Linked DNA regions of Xenopus tropicalis: region 1 is linked to region 2. Evidence: chromatin contacts called from public Hi-C data. All regions are on one chromosome and are shown on one strand. The core of a region is the stretch at or near the end of the contact, and the rest is flanking DNA. Distances in the headings are between cores, read along the strand shown. Region 1 holds the start of stox1 (storkhead-box protein 1). Region 2 overlaps hk1 (hexokinase 1).

Region 1 (2,700 bases), core at 107-2,606, 240 kb before region 2:
GGTATATCTATAGTTAATGGGGAGTATCCCCGCAGTTCGGGTTATGGCCACAGGGTGGTGCATAGGCCCATATAAGGGAAACAGCCATGTGCTGGGAGCCATCTTAAGTTGGGAGCCTCTAGAGAGAGGAGCTCCCCTGTGAGTTAGTAGTTTCCCTGTGTTAGGACACTCTAGGAGTGCCATGTAGGGAGTGGAAGGTAAGAATGGGCCGCATTGCCCCTCCAGGAGTGTAGAGGATTAAGATCCTACCAGCATTACATCAGCTGGAAGTTTAGGGCACACAGTGTGTAGGTAAGGGAGAGATAGTCTCCAAGAGAAAGAGGACCCTGCTAAAGAGTAGCCTGGGTGTAGTACCGGGGATGAGTCTCTGTGGAGGGTCTGCTTGGCGAGAGTACCGGGGAGAGCCCTAAGAGAGGGTCTCTTGGCGTGTAGTACCGGAAGGACCTCCTAGAGGAGATCATTCTGGCGTGAGTACCCTGGGTACCTTTGAGCGAGGGTCTTGTGCATTGATGTAACCTGTGGATGTGCCCTGACTGTCTGATGATACACTCCTGGAGAGGTCTGCCCAATAAAGATCAATCTGTTCATTTGCAATCTGCTGTATTCCGTGTGTGTGTACCCAGGACCACTACAACTGGTAAGGAGTTACCCCAGGGAGGGGCAAATCAGCCTGCAGCCAGTGGATCCTATTGAGGGGTTAATACACTACATCAGTTCCCAGGGTGGGAGTTGTAGTTCTCCCATAGCAGAGCCCTGGGTGGAGGCACGCCATTATCAAAGAAATCCCTGCTTCCCCCATAGTAAGCGGGGCTCAGGACTCCTGGAAGCGCCAAAACAGAGTAATTCAGCAGGTAGTGCCACATCTGTTTATAAAGTGGGCTACACCTGCATTTCCATCCTTATTGCATATTCACCAATGGGTTGCTAGTTGCAACCCCCCATTATTTCCCACAGGTAGGGCAGAGATGGAACTTGCCCTTTCTCCTTACCCCAGCAGCTGCCATGCTTTTTCATAGGACAGTAAATTCAGTGCCCAACATGCTTATTGCTTATTACACATTGATAAAATACAAGTAAACTCTAATAAAATATATTTAAAAAAAGGGGGAGGAGGCTGTTGCCAACCAGAAAGCATATCTGAACCTCCAGTGTCATAATAAGCATCCAAGTAAAACGATTTTTCTTTTTTTGCTGGAAAGTATTCCCATTATAGAGATTGGTACAACTGAAGTTACATTCGTACAAAAGCGGCAAAATGATATCTCTTTAGGTTTTTTTTTCATATCACAGGTTTCACTTCCCCTTCGTTCCCATTCACTAGGATCAAACACCAAGGTGCTCGGCACAGACCCGCCCCTACCGCCTTTCCCATTCCCATAGGCCGAACAGCGACCGACGGGCAGCTGGCAACTCCGCCCCTAATTGCCTGCAGTAACCCGGGCAGCGGAGTGTTGGATGTGAGCGCAGGGAGAGCTGCGAATGAAGCCCTTTGACTCGCTCTATTCTATGCGCGTTAACGGGAAGCTGTAAAGGGATGATGTCCCGGGACAGGGTGGTCCAATTGGCCCCTAGCACTCTGGCCCTAGTGCTGTGCAGGGTAGAAGGCAGCAGGGAGGAGGAGAGAGGCAGCTGTGGGGAAGAAGAAGGGGGCAGACGGATCTTTAAGGACTTTCAGGCTGCGAACGTGAAATGTTTCTGGAACAGGAGGCTGGTCCGGGCCGTGTCCGAGGTGGCCTTTCAGGGGTGGTTGGAGAGCTGGGTGCTGTTGGTGGAGGGGCAGAGCGCTGAGCTGGAGGTGCTGAGAGATGCCTGGGTCCGGAGAGCGCTGCGGCCGCCCCGGGGCTTCATCATCAGAGCGCTGGGTGAGTACATGGCTAGCCTGTGGGAAGGCATCCTTATTGCATATTAACTGCTAGCTCGCTAATTGCAAACGAACCTTTTTGCTTCTGTCCTATTAACCCCTATCATTTCTCACAGCTACTGCAGAAATGCACCCTGCCTTACTATGCCTCTCTCTTTGTGCCCCCGTACCCCATTTTCCATTGGTACTGCAGTGCTCCATCTGAACTCTGCCGTTGTACCCCTTAGCTCTTCCCCATGCCTACTGACACTGTAGTGCCCCATCTGTGTTTCTGAACCCCTGTTGTGTCCCCCTTGTCACAGGAGCCCCTCAGCCTTTTCAACGGATATTGCAGTTCTCCATCCGTATTACAGAACCCCTGTATTTGCAGCTCCTTCCATTTTTTCCCCTCAGGTACTGCAGTGCCCCATCAGCCGTTCTGAACCCCAATATGTGTCCCTCCTATGCCCCAGAAGCCCCCATATTCTGTCTCTGGGCAGGACTGGGGCAGAGAGGGCATTTGCATGGGATCTCTTGGATAAAACACATGTGTCATTGTGTAACAGTTGCCAAATATTCTTTCTGTATGTGGTCCAACCTGCAGCCCTTATGCTGTTGTTGAACTTTAACTTCCACCTCGTTTATTCCAGTACTGTAGAGACCTCCCTTTCAGTCCCCCTTGTTGTGCACAAATCCATGAGCCAAGGCTTACTTGTTGCTCACTGACTGATATACCCCAAAGCAAGTTCACTTCCACTCATTGACTACTTTAATATTTCTGTTTGGGGGAGGGGGCATCTTCCCCAGTCATGTTTGGTTTACCTTAATCTTTTGCAAAATTAAGAACTTCATCAGCTGCC
Region 2 (2,700 bases), core at 68-2,567:
TACCATTTATAACCTAGTAAAAGGTTCCTAGGATGACTCGGCTTTTTAAAAAACTGCTGATTAATGCCTTCTGCTGTACAAGCAGACGGGCAGCTTTGGGATGCAATTAGAATTATTTAAGAGCCAGACAGCTGAGAAACACAATAGACTTTTGTTTTAATTTGTCAATGGGCCGTCTGCCCCTTACATCCCAGCTGACTGGCCATCTGCTGCTCAGAACCATTGGAACTGTACAAGGTTGGTGAGTGAGATAAACTAAGGGTGAGGGGAGCACGCACTCTTTCTCATTCAGGACAATCACATGTCACAGGAATCCCATGGGAACTATTTTCTGTTATCACTCTGTCAGTAGCCCTGTAGTTGGCTGTCTGTGTAAAAGTGGTTCCTGTTGCTATCTACATTGTACTTTGATAGGGGGGCATTTTTGTCTTTGACATAACTGGTAAATGTCCTAGCTGATAATATGTTCCATTAGGTTCATGTCACACCTCTTGCCCAACCTTTGCCTGTCCCTATACAATGCACACTGCCTGTGAGAGATCATGCGGGCACTTTCACAGGAAATATTGCTAGAATCTAACATTGGTAATGCATCTCCTATTCACTAAAATGGGAAGAACCTGCTTTCTGGCATGGGAAGTTTATCTCCTAGAGAGGGTGGTGGCATCAAAATGATAAGCGCACATAAACCTAAAATCAGTTGAGTCAGAAATTTCTAGGAGATTATAGGATTTCTTGGAGTTATTAAAACACTATTGGAAGTTAGATGCAGTAATTCAATGCCGATACGTGGAATAAATCACAATACAGCATATAATATTAATGCAATTAAGTTCATTGAACTGATAGTCCTGGAAAGGGGAACCTGTCCTGAATAGTTAGTGGTCATTAAATGCAGCTGTGATGACGTGCAGCTTTAGAAGGGATTGGGTAAATTGGGTTCCAGAGAAAGGGGCAGCTTTAGAGTAAAGACACATGGAGCTACATAGTAGCAGCTACTTGTCACGGCTACTAAATATGCGAAAATACTCTGCCATAGACAATACTGAGAATTGCCTCTGCTAAAACACAAATAGAGGCAATTATCAGTAAATGATCAGCATTGTCTGTTTTTGTAGCTGTGGCAAGTAGCTGCTACTAGGAGCTCCATGTGTCTTTACCTTTAGAAAAGGGTCTCCAGAATTCTGGATTTCAAACACAAATGTGTTGAAATGAGCAGCGGAGCTTAATGCACATGTTGGAGCAGCATAGAGGTAGATCAGTCCTGTCATTTAGTTAAGTGCAAGAGGGAAGGGCCTGGGACAATGGAAGAAGAATTTTAAATTACGTTGTAAATGCAGACTTTAATAGGGTCATTGTGAGTGAGATGTTTGTGAATGGGGAATGTGTATTGCTTCCGTTTCTTTCTGGGATGCAGGTGCTCTAAAATAGAATTTATTAAACTTGTTTTCTTATCCCAGTGATCAAAAACAGTCTGACACAGATAATATTAAATATTTAATTTAAGATTTTTAGGTTCAAAGGAATATTTTTCTGAGAAAGGGGTTTCTGAAGAGTTTTATATATTATTATTTACCTTGACCTGTATGTATTAGCAGTGATCAAAGCAGAAATTATTGGTGTGCGTACGTGAGATATACGGTGCGGGATTAAAAGATTGTAGGTTGCTAAATACCTAATCCTGTATCCTATAGGCCTGTGCCCTGTGTCAGCCTGTGGATTCATGTAGCATGTACTTAGCTGTGAGTTGGTGGCAGCCCTTTCTTAAAAAACACAGTTCAGTTATATTTTGCAGTTCTTATAGTATAATAAAAGTGCTGGGATCTGCTGGTTGGTATAAAACTCCTTTCTGTACCTGGTTAAAGGTGCACTAAAACCTTTCCATTTGTGGTTTTCCAAAACTGGGCATGTATAAATGATATTTCTGCTGCAGTGCTAACCCTGGATTTTATCATAGTCTTTCTTAACTTTGTTAACCTTCTAAATGTATCATTTGTGATCCAATATATCCGTATCCCCTAGTATCAGTCTGTATGATTTGCTGTTGTTTGGGACATTGGAGGATTGTGACAGGGAATAAAGGGCTTTTATAGACAAGGCAGAATCTGCAAGCAGAATTATATAGAAGCAAACAGGTACACACATACCCCTATATGTAACAAAAAGCACCAAGTAACCCATGGCAACGAATCGGATGTTTGCTTTTAAACAGGTAACCAGAAAATTCTACCTGCTAATTGGTTGCTATGGGTTACTGCTCTTGAGCAAACCTAGTGCCTTTTTATTTCTTAACCCTGATAGAATGATTTATTTTTCTGTTAATATATGAATTAACCATGCAATTCCTCTCTTCTTGCATTTGTAAGCAGGGATTCATTTAACCCTTTTAGTGCTGTGACTCTTTAAATTCGGAATACTACATATTGCCAGTACAACACAACATAGATTACAGATAAAGCTGGAAAAGTAGGATCTAAAGCACTGGTAGCACTATGGCACTAATGTGCTGACAATCTATGGCATTAGAAGGGTTAAAGGACACATAGCGCCATCTAGTGGCCTTAATATGCCTTAAAGTAATATTGTAAGTGTCATTTAGAAAGACTGGGGGAATACACAGCTTTTTTATGCTTAAGATGGAGTAAACTTAAATCAAGGAAGTGTTTGAACACAGCCAATGAGGCAGTTTCAGTGTGTACT

Evidence for each region. A called contact is a pair of places that touch in the nucleus more often than the background predicts.
Region 1: a Hi-C map of gastrula embryo shows a contact between it and region 2, with 2.0 times the contacts expected there. The contact joins the promoter of stox1 here to the enhancer-like site in region 2. A contact is called at or near these places in 2 of 5 Hi-C or Micro-C datasets (gastrula embryo and neurula embryo).

The regions. Positions count from the first base shown.
Region 1 is chr7:38,995,325-38,998,024 of UCB_Xtro_10.0, reverse strand. stox1 (storkhead-box protein 1) reads left to right here and starts at 1,356. Exons shown (of 4, transcript XM_002936869.5): 1 at 1,356-1,862. The coding sequence starts at 1,535.
Region 2 is chr7:38,754,743-38,757,442 of UCB_Xtro_10.0, reverse strand. All of the region lies in intron 3 of hk1 (hexokinase 1), which reads left to right. Among named protein-coding and RNA genes, the nearest start is that of hk1, 32 kb to the left of the region's middle. Within about 2 kb of position 1,317, at least 2 of the 11 cell types and tissues checked have an H3K27ac peak or open chromatin away from gene starts, as enhancers often do. A contact at or near this core is called in gastrula embryo and neurula embryo, where this site is marked.